Regions from separate parts of the Mus musculus genome. Here regions 1, 2 and 4 are each linked to region 3. The links are chromatin contacts, called in public HiChIP or PLAC-seq and promoter capture Hi-C maps. All regions are on one chromosome and are shown on one strand. Each heading gives the region's core, a stretch centred on a gene start, on an enhancer-like site or on the middle of the called end of the contact. The rest is flanking DNA. Distances are from core to core; before and after follow the strand shown. Region 1 has its middle 24 kb from the start of Gm38494. Region 2 overlaps Gm40966 (a long non-coding RNA gene). Region 3 holds the start of Gkap1 (G kinase anchoring protein 1). Region 4 has its middle 19 kb from the start of Gm40966.

Region 1 (4,344 bases), core at 164-2,663, 250 kb after region 3:
TTCTCAGGTGAAGGTGGGGCTCGTCTGTCTGTCTGCCAAAGTGGGTATAGATCCTTGGAACTATTTAAAGCTGCCTACCTCAGGCTTGCTGCCAGCCCTTTGCTAGCCCATCTCCCATCTCACTCAACACCTTGCCTTGTGCAATCTTCCCTGTAGTCTCTGTTACCCATTGTCCCTGCTGGGGTGGGGGACATCTCTGAAGTCAGCCATGGTGTCCACTCCCGCTTGTTCATCAGTATCTCTGGCTTAGGAGGATGTGACATGGTTTGTGTGGCATCTTTATCAGAGACAGTTAGATCTTCTTGCACGTGTGCCCGCTGGTCCTGTGGCTTTGAAGCTTATTAGGAGTCATTAGTCATAGCAAGTCAGTTCACTCTTCCAGAAATAAGGATTTCCAAAGGTCAGGCTGGCTTTTAATAAAGAATGAATTTCTTTTTTCGCAGGCTGGACTGTGATTCTAGGTGGCTGTGTTAAATGAATCCAGCAGCAGCCAGTTCTGCTGTCATCAGCAGGCGGGATGGCTTCATGTTCAGTGGGGCTCAAAATGCTTCAAGGAGAGGGCAGATCCTGAGTGAATGGTATGCACTGTAGCTTCTCCTAGGAGCGGGGGAGGGGGAGGAGGTGCCTGGTGCTTTTTCTCCCATCACCCAGTCTTGCTCACTCTGTTCCTTTTCCTTCCTCTTCTTCTATCTCCTCCCTCTTGGTGGCTCTGTCCTGCTCTCCTCGCTGACAAGACAAGTGGGACCCTGTGAAGTCACTACTGTAAGAGCTCTGTCTGAGGCAGCCTGGTCTACAAGTGAGTTCCAGGACAGTCAGGGCTACACAGAGAAACCTTGTTTATAAAAAAATTAAACAAGCAAACAAACACCAAAACAAAATAAAACATCTACAACAAAACCAAAACCCAAACCCTCTAAAAACCTCCAAAAACCAAAACCGAAAGAGTTTCTAAGGCGCCGTTGAAGCTGGATGGACGCCTGCTGGCAGTTGCTGCCCATGCACGGGGGAGCATCCTTAACAGGTAGAGTGCAGTAATTGAAAGCATCTATGTATAGAGGTGAATTTTGAAGGTCATGGTTGTCACCGTGTTCTCCCTAGGCTCTTTCCCTCCACCAACCTACCACAGATTATCTTATAATTTTTATATGTGTTTTATCAACATGTGTGTGTGAGGGTGTCGGATCCCCTGGAATTGGAGTTGCAGATGGTTGTGACCTATCATGTGGGTGATGGGAATTGGAATGGTGATTGGTCCTCTGGAAGAGCAGCCAATGCTTTTAACCACTGAGCCATCTCTCCAGCCCATGCTTATCTTTCGCCTATGGGCTTCTGCACCATTACACTGACCAGCTATTTCTCCACTTGGAGCACAGAGAACAGTATGTGTTTAGAAGATAAAAGAGAGGATTTGTCAGTTCGTTACCTGGTAGTTTGTGGTTATGAGCACATATCTACTCTGAAAGTGTTATTCAAATACTGACTGATGTGTGTTGGCTGGGAAATGAAGCACATGGTTTATAAACTTGGCAGGTTTGAATGCCAAGGTATAATGAGCGTGACTAAGTCAGGATTTAAAAAACGATCCTGGGTCTTGAATGTTTTTTTTTTTTTTTAAAGTTTGTGTGTGTGTCGGGGGTAGGGGTGGGGGGGAGATGTTGCCTCTGAACTTACCGGCACTTGTAGTTTTCCTATGCCTTTGGGGTCTTGTTTGTGTGTGTGTGTGTGTGTGTAGCTTCCAACAGTCTCTGAGAAGTTTCTGAGGGATGACATTGGTCTGATTAGTTGACATGGCTAACACCCCACTGCCCATAGTGATTTCCTTGTCTTGCAGAGTGTGTGGACGGGGAGGGAGCATCTCCCAGAAGCCAACATCCTCATCAGATTGGTAGAGATCGTCACTATTGGTGTTCCAAGGCAGGGTGGGAGCAGAAGAGGGAACCTTTCAAAGGCAGGGCTGACCACACTGGTAGAAGATAGTTACTTTACTCACACCACTCCCCAGATGTTGTGACAGTTGAGACAAGTCAGGTGAGCATGGGGTCAGTCTATGCCTCTGGTATCACAGCTGGAGACAGAAGTAGTTTGTCCATGATTGCTGGTAAGCAGAGCTTCTGTTTCTGTGACAATCTTGCTAGCATTGGGGACTGCTTTTGAGTTTCGGAAGTCCTAGAGGAAACCGCTATTGTCTCCGAGTGTACAACTCCCAAGAGGGTCTGTCCATCTCCGTCTCTGTGACTCATAAAACATCCCCAACTAGACTCAAAACTGCAAAGGACTTTTCTCTGGTCCGCGGCTGTGTGACTGTCTGCATACTACACCCCCGAGGGCAGCCACAGACTGAGGTATTTATGACTGACCTGCTGCCGTGGGTCCCTCAGGCAGTTTCTAAGCTTGTGTGGTACCCAGAGGTGGGCAGCACACTTAGGAGCTGCCGCACTGACCCTGGCCTCCAAGTGACTGTGACATGGAAAAAATACTAGTGCAAAGTCAGGTGATCCTGGGAGCCTAAGATGTCAGCTGGGCCTCCTCAGATTGGCCCCCTCCACTTGGAATTGGAGGAAACATCACTGGGGAGGTGCCATCAAGAAGGGCGTGGAGAAGCCCGAGGCTTGCTCAGAAAGCACTGGTGAGCTGTGGACCCAGGCAGGATGCATACAGACAAGCGAGAGAGCTGCAAACCCCGGCAAGGGGCTATTTAGGAGGGAGATGGAGAGATGGTGTCAGCGCCAGGGTGAAGGGCAGAGTTAGAAGGAGTAAGACGAAAGAAGCAGGGAGGATTTTCCTAAGGGGGCGGGCCACATGAGCAGTTCCTTAACACCCTGGGCAGGAAAGCTCTGTCGGAGAAGGGAGCCCTCTACCAGAAACCTGAGACCTGCACACGTGCTGCCAACTGATTCGCAATGAAAAGGGGTGGGCTGTGGCAGGGGCCAGGACACCCGGCACGTGCTTTTGATGGACATCTTGGTAAATTCGCCTCTTATCAGCTCTACCCTGCTTCCCAACGTTAAAGTCAGGTGAGAGTCGAGAGTGCACGAGAGGGTGAGGGGTGAGGAGCTCAGCCTCAGAGGGGTTGGGAGCTCTTTGCAGAGGAGAAAGAAGATCAGAGGGCCTGAGTGGGGAGGATCGGGGTTTGTGTCTATGCTGGGCGGCAGTAGACATAAGAGAGATTTAGCCCAGATCTAACCTCAGTCACCACTGCCCTATGGAGTGGGAACCCTGATGAACGTGAGTTTCAGAAAGTTAAAAAAGCTCCATTATTGGGTACGTTTGTGTTGAAATGCACAATATTTCTGATCCTGCACGCACAGTAGTCTTTTCCTGGGAGCTTATGGGCGGTTGTCCTATCTCGGTCTTTCCTTAGTCCTCCCACCCCCACCCCGTGCATGTGTTAATGAGACAAACTTAACAAACAGTGATAAGCTTGCTCTATTCCTCGTTGGCACATTAGTGAAGGGTGAGAAGCACAACACATTCCCAGCCTGAGGGACACAGAGTCTATCCTGTACGACCTAGCGACCTACTGGGAGGGATATGGCTGTTTAACTCCTCAGTGGTACTAAACAGAGAAGAGAGAGATTTAGCAGCCTTTCTTAGTCTCCAGTCACTAATCAAGGTGCTTCCAGTCTGAGACCTGAGTGTTCCATCTCTGCTCTCAGATAGCACAAAACAGAAGACAAAGACTCAGGCACTCGGATGAGGTTGCTCTGTGCTGGTGAGCTAGTCTGGTCTGGTCTGTGCTTTTGTCAACTCGACCTGAGCTAATGCCACCTGGGAAGAGGGGACCATCAACTAATGAACACCTCCATCAGACTGGGCTGTGTGTGTGTGTGTGTGTGTGGAGCTGCCAATAAGCCACATTCCTCCATGGCCTCTGGTTCACTTTCTGGCTGGAGTTTCTCAGTGATGAATTGTGACCTGGACCAATAAGCCGAAATAAACCTCCTCTCAAGGGTCTTCTGCTATCTTTGTTTCACAATTATTTTCCTTATCTAAGTTCTGGGGCAGGAGGTTAGGATCCAGCCATGATGTTGCAAAGAGGAGGGTCCGTCAGGGCCAAGCTCCCTGATGCCCAGCTGACCTTCTGATAGGGAGGCAGGAGAGCAGGATGGTCAGACCTAGGACTCGGAGAAGCATCATAAGTACCTGATGTCCCAACCTTCACATCTCTAGCCCTAGCAGCTCAGTGCTTCCTGCTCTTTTTCCAATTTTAAGATTTTATTTTTAATTATGTGTGTCTGCACGTGTGTACCTGTGTGCAGTGCCCACAGGGGCCAGAAGAGGGTGTACTATCCCCTGAAGCTGGAGTTACAGTTTGTTGTACCCACCACACTTAAGTACTGGAAA
Region 2 (3,989 bases), core at 865-3,364, 200 kb after region 3:
GGAGGAAGCTTTAGCAGTTTCTTTCCTGACATCTGTCCCTGGAGGTTTGGTTTCTACTGAGGCCCCTTGACCTGCACTCTCTGCCCTGCAGCTCTTGGGATGGTCTGTTGGGAAACAAGGGCGGGGCCTCTTGAAGTGAGAAGCATGCGCAGAACCAGCCGGGCTTTCAGGCTGGTTCAGAGGTCAGAGGTGAAAAGGAAAGATCCCAGATAAAATGCTTTTCTCTGCAGCCTGGGAGGTTTCTAAAACAAAGCCTTTTGTCAGGCTGGGAGCATCACGCTAGCCCTGCATCTCGAATCTTCTTCACAGCATTGATTCGGGGCTGCTGCCGCTGCTGCTGCTGGTGTGTGGGGAGGTGGGGGTGAGAGGGACGGGAGGGGAGGCTTCTGTCTGCAGGGTGCCAGTGACTTGGTGTTACCTTTTCTGAGTGTTCTTGAGTGTTTTTGGTTGTTCCCATGTGTGTCGTGCGCACCCCCTCCCCCTTTTTTTAAAATTGGTATGGCAGGCAGCCTGGTGAGATGTCTTTTCAAGGAAAGTTTGAGAGTGCAAGTTTAGTATAGCTTTGACTGGGAATTGCACAACTCTGGAGGTAGCTCAAATGTTCACCTGCGTGAATCACTTAGAAAAAGTAAAATAGCGATAGAGAGATGGCTTAGTGGTTAAGAGCACTGACTGCTCTTCCATAGGTCCTGAGTTCAATTCCCAGCAACCACATGGTGGCTTACAACCATCTGCAGTGTGATCTGACACTCTCTTCTGGTGTATCTGAAGACAGCTACAGTGTACTCACATACAGGAAATAAACAAATCTTTAAAAACAAGTAGTTTATATCTGTATTGGGAAATACATAGACTTAACACTTGAATAAACACAAAGAGGTGCTCTCTTCCTGCTGCCTGTGGATCCAGATGTAGAACTCTCAGCTGGCTCCTCAGCACCACGACTGTCGGAGTCCTGCCATGCTTTCCGCCATGCCCACAGCGGACTTTATAAACCTCTGAACTGCATTTCCCACCTGGTGGTTTCAGAACGCTGAGGAACTTTGAGGAGGCACCACCTCGGAGGAGAAAGTGGGTCACTAGAGATTGACCCTGAAAGCCACGAAGAAAGTTGTGTGGCCCAGAAAAGGTAGCACTGAAGAAGCTTAGGCTAATTTGAGAAAGCTACACTGACAGCCAGCCGGCCCCCCCCCCCTCCCCCAGCTCCACTTTTGCAGCTTCCGCGTTCCTAATGGTGATGACTGACAGGTCTTCAATGCCAATTTGATTGAATTCTTCAGAGCAGTACCCGGCCGCTGATTGCCAAGCCACTGAAGAAGGGACGCAGCATCTGCAATGCAAGCAAAGCTATTCGATTTAAGTCTGGATTGTTGATCTTCTCTAATGTTCACAATGTGGAGCTAAGACACTTACAGGAAAAAAAAAAAAAAAAAAAAAAAAGGCTAGTCTCTGGAATGTATTGCATTGGTATCCTAAAGGCCAGTGGTGATGCCAGGAGTCTTTCTACAAGCGGGCGAATTTTTTTTTGTTTGTTTGTTTCTTTTTAAGTGGGTTGAATCTTGAATTTTCTCTTAAATAAAATGATAATCTATAACATAAGAAAAAAAAGAAGACAAGATAACTATAGTGATACTCAAAGTCAACTAATAGCTGGAAGGTGTGCTCTGACCTCCACATGAGCACCAGGGGACTTGACATGTCCACACTCACACGCATACACAATTAAAAAAAAAATGAAACCAAACGAACCAAAACTACCAAAAGATATAAAAAGAAAGCGCCACGGGCGTCTGTTTCTGTGTGGGGGAGCACTAGGTTTGAGACTCAGAAAGCCTTGTTTCGTAGACACCTCCCCGGGCTCTTTGAAAATGTGTACATTTACAAGTCTTTACAACCTCAATAGATAACAAAAGAGTCAGACCAAATTCAAAATAAGCAACTCTTCCACTTGTGGGGTAGGTCTGGGGATTTGGAAGGACGTTGTGAATCCTTGGCTGCGAAAGAGCTGCACACCCCAGCCCGCGAACCTTCTTCGGGTTCAGACAACTCCTCTTCAGGCGCTCACAGCCAAGTTCTTGCCTGACCGCAGCCATAGATGCTAACCGCCGGTGTCTGCTCCGCCAAAGGTCCCCTTCCGCCCTGCCCTGTTCTGTGGCTGCCCTCAAGCCTTTTATTTTCCGTTTAGAGGAAGACTGCGGTAGATTTGACTTTTTCTTTTGGAAACAAAAGCGATACAAAGGGCAAGTGTGCGGGGCTTCTTCCTAAACAGTGGGGCACTTGAAGCCGGGGCTGCAGGTGCAGCGGCTGATTCAATCTCAAGATTGCGCTTTCTAAAAGCGCTTTAAAAAATGCTGAAGAGAGAGCGAGAGCCCGGAGTACTTTTGGAAATGAGACATTTGAAAGCCCTTATTTATCTACTCTTTGGGGGGAAAAATCAATTTCTTTAGGGAAAAGCCTCACCACCCCGCTATGTCATGCATACAGAAAATGGCGTTAATTGAAGAGATTTGGGGTAAGACCAGAGGGAAACTGAGTGCATTTCTAAAAGTCCTTTAAAAAAAACTTTTTAAATGTTAGAATTGTGTTATGAAAATATCAGGGAAGATCTTGTATTTTCTTAAAGCTAACATATAAATGTTTTTCAGAATTCAGAAAATTAAACTTGTTTCCATAAATGTAATGTATTTGCTCATATGCACGCGCGCGCGCGCGCGCGCGCACACACACACACACACACACACACACAAAGTTCAAATCTATAAGAATGAAGAGATGAACCTTCTCCAGCCTGGCCAGTCCTGCCTGTGCCCGCTGGCTCACCACTGGCTCACCGCTGGCACACCGCTGGCTCACTTCCAGACCCTATTCAGCATGATCTCCCTCCTTTGCCAGAATCTGAAGGCTACCACAGACAGCAGGTCCTGCAGACATTCTAGCCAAGAGGATCTAAACACCCTACCCTCTGTACTCCTACCTCAAAAATAAGTTCTCAGGGTTATTTACAAACCCAGCCCATGTCGGCTTTCTTTGTCTCCAAAATGTCCTTTTGTTGTTGGTTTATTCAAATCAAGATAGCAAAATTTATAGGCAAATCATTTGCCATCTTTCACTGTCTCTTGAAAGTTTATAACACAAATATGTTTTGTGTATATTTTTATTTATTTACATTTTTTTTCCAATTGGGAAAGAGGCTTTGTTGAGATTTAATTCACACGTAGTACAGAAGGCTAAGAAAGGACCCTTCTCCCGTCCACATTGGTTGGTCTAATGCCTGAACCGTAGGTTGTCCTCTAAGAAGTAAGGGACTTACAGGTGTGACAAGTTAGGATTTTGATGGGGGAGATGATCTGAGTGGGCCTTGAGGCCATCCACACCCTTACAGAGCAGCAGAGGGAGAGGTCCCAGCTCCCAGGTGTGAGGCAGCCATGGATGGACTACCTGGATCATATCATATAGGTCCATTTAATAAATCCCCTTTGACTGTGTATATATTCATCCCATTGCTTCTATTTCTCTAGAGAACCCGAGACATTGATATATTGGATGCCATCAAGAATTTAAAAGCCCACTAAGTGAAAAGAATCATTAATAAAGGAAAGGCAGGTCACGAGTTGTGAGCACAGGATTGGAAGTGTGGCTAAGCAAGGAATGTTAATGTGTTAAACATTCCCCACAATCTATAGCAAAAGTAAAAATCATGCATTAGAGACACAGAGAAAGGATTAGAAATGGTGGGGCTGGTGAGATGGCTCAGCAGGTAAGAGTACTGACTGCTCTTCCAAAGGTCCTGAGTTCAAATCCCAGCAACCACATGGTGGCTTACAACTACCCATAGTGAGATCTGACGCCCTCTTCTGGTGCGTCTGAAGTCAGCTACAGTGTACTTATATATAATAATAAATAAATTTTGGGGCCTGAGTGAGCAGAGTTGACTGGAGCGAGGTCAACTAAAATTTAATTCCCAACTACCACATGAAGTCTCACAACCA
Region 3 (4,491 bases), core at 1,556-4,055:
AATCAATATTGTTACTCTGTGTGGTTATTGGGGACTGGAATAAAGCAAAGAAATACAGCTGCTGGATTAATTTATGGCTATATTTTTATTAAAAAAGTAATTCACTTACATTCTACAGTGATTTCTCCCACTTTCCCTGTTCTGCGAGAAAACAGACTGCTCAGTGTTCACTTGTTCCTGGAGTCTGGAATGTCTGTCTCCTCCACTTAAAACTTCTCCGTTCTTCAAATTTAGCCCCATTGCAATTCTGATCTGCCTTCTCGTTAATGTTCCTGCACTTACACTTAATTCTGTTCTTCATGGACTCTTTCAACAGCTACCACTGTATCTAGCTCCCTACTGTCCTGATTTACAAAATGCTGAACAACACAGGTCTCTTCTTTGTATTCCCAAATATATATATATATATCAATCAAGGACTTGGCACAGATATCAGCCAGTTGTAATGGGCACATCTGCAGTCTCAGTACTGGAAGGGATAAGGCAGGAAGGTCATAGGTTCAAGGCTAAACTGGGCTACACAGTAAAAAACAGTCTCAGCAAAAAAAAAAAAAAAAAAAGAAGAAGAAACATTAATTAACATTATTAACATTAAATAAGTTAATCATGACCTCAAGCTTACTGACTGAGGCTTAATTACATTCTCCAATCACACAGTGCCATACCTAAGTGTGCACTGGAATCTGTGCTCTGAACTTGAACACTGAGGGTGGAGAGCACACACCATCTAACTAACAGCACCGTCACAACGAAGTGTTTCCACAACTCATCTTTTTCCCCCTAGGAATCTTGTTTTTGTAGGAAGCTTTGGATTTTGTGTCAAACTGCTGATTTTTAAAAGGTGAGGGTGTGAGATAAACTGTTGCTACTAAGGAACAGGCCAAGCTACGCCTAGCAAGATTTATAAATGAATGACCTGTTTTCTTGAGGCCTTGGTCTCTATGAAGGGCCACTGCCATCATGAGCACCTTCTTCTATGACATCAGTGTCGGGAAAGAATTGAGCCTGGGGGAACTTAAGTACATAATTTCAGCCCTTTAAAAAATGAACAGTAGTGACTGTGTCGATCAACACTATCAACCACCTAGCTTGATCCAAAACGGAACTATGCAATGTCAATGTCATCAGTTAATATGGCCATATGCTTTGAGAGGGCAGCTCTCTCACCATGTAGCCTGCACTGGAACCAAACTCTCAATCCTCCTGTCCCAGGCTCCTGAGTCTTGGGAATACAGGTGTACACCAGTTCGTGCAGCTAGAGAGGCCTTGGTGGACTCTAACAGATCAAACACAACAGACTGAGGACTTGCGACTCCAAGAGGCCCTGGGTTTGATGCCAAGCACTGTCCCTACGAATTACAAAATGAGAGGAAAAGGAATGGCCTGGTCTCCCTCATCTTCTTGGCTGCTTGACTGTCATTTTGACTTCTTAGAACTTAAGGTTACAGGGATCGAGGACCAACGGTCCTGAAACTTTTGCTTCCAACACACTTATCGAAAATGACATAAACTTAAAGGCATACCCGGAGCTCCACCACCCCCCCCCACCCCCCCCCCCCCCGCAACACACACACTGGTTAGGTGCAGCCTTCCTTTTCTAATCCGAAGCTCTCAACTTCTGTGGGTTGTGAACTCTTAGAAACAAAAACAAAAAGCAAACTGCAGACATGTACTAAGGAATTCAGTCATGAAGTGCAAAGGTGATTTTCACTTGCACACAACGTCCCTCTGATCCACGTGTAGGTTCTCGCTCTAGAGTGATTGCTAGAAGCCCCTAGGGTTAATATTAAACAGGTGTATTTCGATCTTTAGTGAAAAATCACATTAAAGAGGCTTAGACTAACCGATTTTAGTGGCATAAGCTAGTGTAGGGAAACCCCAGGCTTTCTAGGAAGATTCTCAATACAGCATTACCATCTTTCGGCAGTTTCTCCAGTATTTCTGGAGCTACAGCTTAACTTCATTCCCGTGACAGGCGGGCGCAAGCGCCTTCACATAAACAGACGAGGCTGAAGAACAATGCTTGTGTTTTTCCAGCGCCTCTGCCTCTCGCTAGAACTCTCCACCGACATCCCTTGAGAAATGTCGCCAGTGGAGGGAGCGGGGCAGACAATGGGATAAACTTTTGCCCCGACTGCTCCGCGTTTACAGACACCCCGAGGCTGGCACCCTACCGCTGCCACCGCCGCCGCCGCGCATAGCTGCTGGAAGCCCCGACAGCAGGGGCTTGTGCGAGAGCCTGCGCATCTACCTCGGGCTGCTGGGAGGGAGGGAGGGAAGGCGAGCGGCGAGCAGCCCCTCTCTCCTCCTTCGGGAACCGAAGCCAAATCTCACGCACGAGCAGTTCCGGGTGCTCCAAAACTTGTTCGCGAAGTACCCGGAGAAAGAGCGCGGCGGGCTGGGCGAGCCCCAGCCGCTGCCGAGACGCGGTGTCCAAGCCTGCAAGCGACACCGGCGTCGGGTGGGCGCCCCGGGGAGCCCCGAACGGGCGGCCGCACCTGCTGTCACTCCCGCGGCCGGCCGCGGCGGACCAGGCCTGCGGCCCGCACTCCCCCGCAGCCTCCGCGGCCCTCCCGCCGCCCGGCCCCGCTCGGCTCAGCCCCGCTCGGCTCCGCTCCGCTCCGCTCCCCGCCTCAGGCCGCACTCGGCCGCGTCCCCTCAGCCACGAGCTGCGAGGCTCCGTAGACTCACCGGGCCTCCCTCGCCGCGGTGCGGCCGCTCCCGTCTCCCCGCCGCTCCCGCGCTACCCCCGGGCGTTGGGCGCGGGCCGCGGGGCGTCCGCAGTAACGGGCCCGCGGAGGGCGGCGGCGCGCGGAGGGCGGGGCGGGGCGGGGCGGGGCGGACCCGCAAGCCTGGCGCCCGCCGTGGCCGGCCGGCGCGCGGGACTTCTTTGCCGAGGGTCGCAGCGCGGCGGACGCTGACGCCGAGGAGAGGTCCGCGGGGGACGGACTGCGGAGGACCAGAACCACCTGCTGGAGGAGCCGCGCTACGGGGGCCGCGCAGGGTCCAAACGGCTCGCGTAGGCGGCGGCTCCGCGGTCCTCGGGGTCGCGGAGCCGGGAAGGTGGGAGGCCTTCCGGGAGGAGGCTTAGGCCGCCGCGGGCGGCGCGCGGCGGGATCGCCAGGCTGTGGGGAGGCCCGGGGGCGGAGGCGGACCTCCAGTCGGCGAGGGAGGGCGGTGCTGCACGAGATGCAAACAGCCGGACGGCCTTGGGTTCCCGCGGGAGCACCTCCGGGGCCGCTTTAGTTTTGCAAAGTTAAGCGGCTTACCGGCAAACCCGTCCGCTACCGCCCAGCCGTGCGGGCTGCCCGGCGATGTCCCGCGCGAGTCACCGCCGCGGGTGTAGACGTGGGGGACACAGTGGGGAGCGAAGCAAAGAATCGCAGAAGACGCCAGATCACCCTAGGGCCCGGTGGAAAAAGAGAATGTTACTCGGGATCCGAGGACTGCGAGCATCTTTGGGGCAGCGCGAGGGAGGAGGCTTTTGGATTTGGCCTGGGAAGAGGTGGGGTTTTGCGGGGAGACCTCGGGGCCTTGGATGGAGGCCATTGGACGCTGCGTTCCACAATGAGATTGGAGGTGTTGACAAGTGGCAGAGACGACTGAAAAATGAGGGAGGGGGGCGGCGGTGGTGAGGGATGGCTGAGTTCCAAGAGTAAGGATTGATGTTTAAGGCAATATTTGATGTTTTAGGATTTAGAAGTTTGAAGGAAGAAATGAAGGCTTTTTTTGCTTTGTAACTCCTGCAGATGTTAGAGATTGAAAACTGGCAGTCCTGTGTAGACCAGGCAGACGGTAATAACAGATGAGCTATGGGGGGGCGGGGGGGGCGGTGAGGACACACGGCTATGAGCCCCCAACACTTGGCAAGCTGATCAGAAAGTGAGTCCAAGGCCGGTGGCTACACAGAAAGATTGATCCGGGGGTCGGGGCCAAGAGGATGGGGCAAGACAAGATAAAGGAAGGCAGGAAGAATTTTAAATGATTGAGAAGTGATGTGGAGGTGCATTCTACAGGATTTGAACATCTGATTGGGAAGGGAGAAATGAGGTCTTGAGACCCGGTTGCTTGTAAGAGGGAGCGTGAACACTTGGAAGAGGAGGATGCAGCTACTTACCGGTTTTCATAGGACTGGGGTTGAAGGCAGCTAAATAGGTGGCCATAAGCAGTTGAAGCAGTTCTAAAACAGCTGAAAGAACTGCACCTGGACAGTACACTGGGTGCTGGGGAATAGTTCAGTCGATAGCTTGAGTTCTAGCCCCAGAATAAATGTAAAAGCTCCCAGCGTGGTATATCAAGCTCTGGTCCCAAAGATTAGCGGGCAGAAACAGGTGGATCCCTCGGTCTTGTTAGCTACCCTCCCACTCTCCACAAAAAGATAGCACCTGACAAATGATAACCACACCCCCTCCCAGCATGTGCATGAACAACACACACAAGGATCGGAAACTCCTCAGCTTAGTAGCGTATTGCTATAAGAGAAGGGGGCAG
Region 4 (4,478 bases), core at 775-3,274, 220 kb after region 3:
TTAGGATAGACCAGCAGACCGTCAGAACAGCTGCGAGGCTTGGGATATCAGTGAAGGCGAAACAGGAGTCTGGCAAGAGGATGGTCTGACAGTTCAGGGATGCCTTTGAAATACCACTGGGGCACATTAATGGTCCCAAGAATAAAGTACTTTAGAGCGAGTCTCACTGGGAGGAAGACCTCCCAGCCAGCCACCTGTCTCCCTAGTCTCCAGGGGCGTTCTCAGCGGTGCCCAGAACCTGGAGGACACAGCTCCTCGGGCTGTCACTACGAAGGATTTGGCTTTTTTAAAAAAAGATTTGTGAAGCCAAGGATACTTCTAATATTTTGAGACATTTTTTTTTGTTTTGGTTTGGTTTTAAATTTTGGAGACACAAATGTGGGCATGTCTGGCTTCTTACCTGCGTCCTGCGGATTTGGGATTTGAACTTCGGTTCTTATGCTTGCATAACAACTGCTCATTTACTGAGGCTTCTCCCCAGCGCCCAAATTTTTCAGACACAGGTATATTAAAAAATAGAGAGCCGGGCGTGGTGGCGCACGCCTTTAATCCCAGCACTCGGGAGGCAGAGGCTGGCAGATTTCTGAGTTCGAGACCAGCCTGGTCTACAGAGTGAGTTCCAGGACAGCCAGGGCTACACAGAGAAACCCTGTCTCGAAAAACCAAAAAAAAAAAAAAAAGAAGAGAGAGAAAGACAGCAAAGGGCTGATGACTTAAAAGCATATATCATAAGTGTACGTGTAGAGCTGTGTAGCTTGTACTTAACTGTGTAATGATTTCACGCAAACATATTATGAGGTCATTTAGTTTTTAATTCATGAGAAGTCTTTATAATATTAATCCACGATAGGTGACACAGCCCAGAAATGGAACAGCTTTAAAATTGTACGATGGCCTCCCTCCCCCACCCCCACCCCCGGCCCTGTCAGCCTGCCTTTGTCTAAATGTCCATCAGCCTCGCTGGGAGATGATGTCAGAGTGCTAAATTTGAGGCTATTTTTAGCAAGTGACCTCTGAGCTGAAAAGCTGCTCCCACTTGGCCCTAGAATAAGTTCTGCTATTAAGTATGTTTTCTGGGCTCTTGTTTCTATAATTTGCAAAGAATTTTCCAGAAATTTCTTTCCTAGTTATTTGAATGCCTTGAATGTTGAAAGAGGGAAGGAGGAAGGTTGGTCACATCTCTCTCTCTCTCTCTCTTTCTCTTTTAGGTGATTAATTTGCCAAACAGGGTGAACAGTGCTTGAAGAAAGGCTAGTTGGCTATGGCCACCCTATGATGCTGGCTATATGGTATTTATAGTGTGTAGGTTTTGTTTGCCCTGTCTTCCTCCCTTTCCTCCTTCCCCTCCTCCTCCTTCTTCTCCATTATTACCTTCTCCCTCTCCTCTTCCTCCCTTTCCTCTCACCTCCTTCCCTCCCCCCACCCCCTCTTCTTCTTTTGCCAAGACAGGGTCCCCTGTGAATCCCAGGCAAACCCTGAACTCACAGTCCTCCTACCCCAGCCCCCAGAGTGTTGATATTCTAGGCATATGCCACCGCCTCTGGCTGGAAAGTCTGTTGTTTCTGTATAAATTCGACTTTACGGATTTCTCTGAGCTTTTGTAACCCACAGAGGTGCAGCTGCCTGGGCTGAGCAATGTTGAAATTAGCATCAGATTGCATCAGGGTGCTCAGCTCCAGTAATAGCCATTGTCCAGGACAAGTTTGTTACTGGTGGGTCTGAGGAGGTGGCCCGTTAGGTTCTCGCTGGTGAACGGGAGCCATCGTGTGTAGTCTGTCCCATAGCCCAGGAACGTGAAGAATCTGGCTACACTATCTCCACTACACTATCTCCACTACACTATCTCCACTACACTATCTCAAGCACTTGGGGCGCTGAAGTGTCTGTGAAATTACCCATTCATTGTGTGTGTGTGTGTGTGTGTGTTTTCATCTTAACTGTGTTGTATCTGTAGATTCAGTGAGTGACAGACTAGAGTACAACAGGGCCTTGTTGAGAGCTGGCACGCCTGCCAGCCGGCCCTGTGGCCTGCATGGCTCCGAGGAGGCTGCTCCTAACACCTGGCCCCCATCAGCAGTGTATTCTTGAGGGTAAGCCAAGCAGGTTCTTGGAGGGAAACATATTCTCCACTCTGGATCCAGGCAGACGGGGAGGGAAGGCAGTGGACAGTGGGGGGCCTTGCGAGGGGGAGCTTAGGGATGTGTGTCTTCACGTATGTATTCGTGGAAACGCAACCATGGCAGTCCTGGTCTCTCACCCCCGAGCCACTGAGGGATGAAGGAGGAGTCTCAGAGCTTTTCTGGGACTTTCACAATCAAAACCAACAGAGTCTTCTTTACTTTTTCTTTTTCTTTTTTCTTCTGTTCACTTTGTTTGAAACAGGTCCTCACTATGTCTTGGCTGGCCTAGAATTTATGGTGCAGACCAGGCTAGTCTGGAACTCACAGAGCTCTGCCTCCCAGGGCTGGGTTCGAAGGTGTCCACCAGTGTGCCTAGTAGAAGCAAGCTTCTTGCATAGTTTTTACACGCTCACTGAATTCCACTCACAAATCCACCCACTCAGGCCTCGTTCTCTCTCATAGATCTGCATGCCTGACATTGTCTAGCGATGAATTCCCCCCTCCCACATGGAGTCTTCCCAGGACAGCAGCACCGGAACGCAGTGTCTTTCTCTGAATTTATATCCTATGGTGTGTACGGTGTCCATGCCTTGCTGTGACAATAAGATGACAAAGTTCTTGTGAACCTGTCATTGTCATCTCTGCCCCCTCAGTATGGAGGATCCACTGATGGGGATTAACTGACTGTGGCCGCGTCTCACGGGGATCTCACTGTTACATCTGAGGCCCCCAAGAGTGGATTCTGGTTCGGAGTCTGTTTAGACTGCTCCTGCACGGCACAGCCCTCCCTGTTCTGTTCTGCACTAAGTGCTCAGCGTTCATAGAGCACGGTTAGCATCTGAGTGGAGTCTGCCACAGTCTCCACCACCTAGAGCACTCTCTGAGTTCATAAAGATGTAGTGCTTTGTAAGTCAAGACCCCGATACAGAAGTCACAGTCAGGGCACTCCATACACCACATATTCTGCTGCTTACAAAGCTCTGTGCGTCTTATCCCCCAAATAACTTATTCCTGTTCTTTTTCTTCAAAGAGCTTTTTGTTGCTGTTGGCTTTTTTGTTTGTTTGTTTTTGTTTTTGAGGCAGGGTTTCTCTTTGTAGCCCTGGTTGTCCTGAACTCACTCTGTAGACCAGGCTGGCCTCAAACTCAGAAATCCGCCTGCCTCTGCCTCTCAAGCCAAAGAGCTTTGGAAAGATAATTATCTTTTCTGTATAGTGTTTGTGTGCGAGTGTGTGTGCGCGCACAGACATAGGAATGTGTTCATGCATGCATGTGCATGTCATGGCTGTGGAGGTCAGGGGACATCCTCTGTGTTGGGTATTGGTCCTTACCTTCCATTTTTCTCTGTGATAGATCCCAGGCCGGTTGACTCGTGCGCGTCCTGTCTCTGCCTCCTATCTCCCTGTATGAGTGCTGGCCACGTACTCTAGATGTGTTACATGGAGTCTGGGCACTCAGATCCGGTCCTTACCTTCTGTGGAAGATTCTTCTACCCACGGAGCTCTCTCCACAACCTGAGATAGGCAAGCTCTCTTTAAAAAAAAATACATATTTAGTGCCTGTGTGTGCGTGTGTGTTCGTATGAGGGTGCCATGGTGCACAAGTGCAGGTTATCAGTTCTTTCAACACGTGGGTCCCCTGGAATACTTCAGGTCCTAAGGTCTGGTGACAGGTGCCTTCACTCACTGAGCCATCACCCCACTCAGCCACTGATGCAAACCTTCTTAGGGAGAAAGCAAGAATCCCTTCATTCCCTCCCTCAACACCCCTCGCCACCCCGGCATACAATCGGAAGCTGTTCTTAAAACCTGTTCTTAATTCTCTGCCTCTCGATCTCTCTCCATCACCCCTGCCTGTTGTTTGCTTTACTTTCTAATCAGCCCTGTGAGTGTTCGCTACACACTGTTCTGTGCCATGGCCCGAGCTTACCCTGGGAATGTAGCCAAGTAGGACAGACAGTCTTAGCTTTGCCCATGGTGCGTGCGATGAAAGATGAAGGCTCCTGGCTTTGCCTCCTCCGCTAAGCTGATGCTTAGAAACTCCCGGTTGTCGCTGTAACTCTTTATGCTCAGCTTTCAGAAAGGACCTGTCAGCTCGAGCAGCCCATGAAGGAGTTGAACCTTCCAGAGGGATAGGAAGCCACATCAGGAGATCTCTGGGGAGAAACCTCTCCTGACATTTCAAAAAGTATGCTATGTAGGTAGATGTCGAGCCCACCTGACCGAAAAATCCTTTTATGCAACAGAGCATTCTCTTCTGGTCACCTCGGTAGCATGTCCTAAAGTGCCACATACATTCTAGTGACAGTGTGACAGGTGTGGCGGATGTGTCTGGTGTCCTGAGGGTACCAGTGTGGAGAT

The links. Promoter capture Hi-C pulls out the DNA fragments that hold promoters and counts their contacts. HiChIP or PLAC-seq counts read pairs in DNA pulled down with a chosen protein or histone mark.
Region 1: a promoter capture Hi-C map of trophoblast stem cells shows a contact between it and region 3, with 3 times the contacts expected there. The contact joins the enhancer-like site here to the promoter of Gkap1 in region 3. A contact is called at or near these places in 20 of 39 promoter capture datasets (the 3T3-L1 cell line, 3T3-L1-derived adipocytes, the C10 cell line and 13 more), 3 of 15 datasets of contacts at CTCF or cohesin (the G1E-ER4 cell line, large pre-B cells and pro-B cells), 11 of 484 Hi-C or Micro-C datasets (the AML12 cell line, CD4 T cells, the CH12 cell line and 8 more), 20 of 115 datasets of contacts at active chromatin or transcription factors (the 230-238 cell line, bone marrow-derived macrophages, embryonic basal ganglia and 12 more) and 4 of 9 other capture datasets (adipose tissue, embryonic stem cells, liver and 1 more).
Region 2: a contact with region 3 is called in an H3K27ac HiChIP or PLAC-seq map of embryonic stem cells, with 5 times the contacts expected there. The contact joins the enhancer-like site here to the promoter of Gkap1 in region 3. A contact is called at or near these places in 8 of 39 promoter capture datasets (the C10 cell line, cranial neural crest, embryonic stem cells and 2 more), 3 of 484 Hi-C or Micro-C datasets (embryonic fibroblasts, group 2 innate lymphoid cells and reprogramming fibroblasts), 13 of 115 datasets of contacts at active chromatin or transcription factors (the 230-238 cell line, effector CD8 T cells, embryonic stem cells and 3 more) and 3 of 9 other capture datasets (adipose tissue, embryonic stem cells and liver).
Region 4: an H3K4me3 HiChIP or PLAC-seq map of stem cell-derived neural progenitor cells shows a contact between it and region 3, with 4 times the contacts expected there. The contact joins the enhancer-like site here to the promoter of Gkap1 in region 3. A contact is called at or near these places in 10 of 39 promoter capture datasets (the 3T3-L1 cell line, 3T3-L1-derived adipocytes, the C10 cell line and 4 more), 1 of 484 Hi-C or Micro-C datasets (the G1E-ER4 cell line), 6 of 115 datasets of contacts at active chromatin or transcription factors (embryonic stem cells, extraembryonic endoderm stem cells, large pre-B cells and 2 more) and 4 of 9 other capture datasets (adipose tissue, embryonic stem cells, liver and 1 more).

What each region holds. Positions count from the first base shown.
Region 1 is chr13:58,520,483-58,524,826 of GRCm38.p6, forward strand. No RefSeq gene overlaps it. Among named protein-coding and RNA genes, the nearest start is that of Gm38494, 24 kb to the right of the region's middle. Within about 2 kb of position 1,414, at least 30 of the 459 cell types and tissues checked have an H3K27ac peak or open chromatin away from gene starts, as enhancers often do. A contact at or near this core is called in the G1E-ER4 cell line, bone marrow-derived macrophages and trophoblast stem cells, where this site is marked.
Region 2 is chr13:58,469,812-58,473,800 of GRCm38.p6, forward strand. Gm40966 (a long non-coding RNA gene) reads right to left here. Exons shown (of 3, transcript XR_873533.2): 3 at 817-1,330. Among named protein-coding and RNA genes, the nearest start is that of Gm40966, 5.6 kb to the right of the region's middle. Within about 2 kb of position 2,115, at least 66 of the 459 cell types and tissues checked have an H3K27ac peak or open chromatin away from gene starts, as enhancers often do. A contact at or near this core is called in the 230-238 cell line, effector CD8 T cells, embryonic stem cells and 2 more, where this site is marked.
Region 3 is chr13:58,271,383-58,275,873 of GRCm38.p6, forward strand. It overlaps Gkap1 (G kinase anchoring protein 1), which reads right to left and starts at 2,806. Exons shown (of 12, transcript NM_019832.4): 1 at 2,692-2,806. It overlaps Gm26555 (a long non-coding RNA gene), which reads left to right and starts at 3,469. Exons shown (of 8, transcript XR_873524.3): 1 at 3,469-4,491.
Region 4 is chr13:58,493,972-58,498,449 of GRCm38.p6, forward strand. No RefSeq gene overlaps it. Among named protein-coding and RNA genes, the nearest start is that of Gm40966, 19 kb to the left of the region's middle. Within about 2 kb of position 2,025, at least 34 of the 459 cell types and tissues checked have an H3K27ac peak or open chromatin away from gene starts, as enhancers often do. A contact at or near this core is called in 3T3-L1-derived adipocytes, adipose tissue, extraembryonic endoderm stem cells and 1 more, where this site is marked.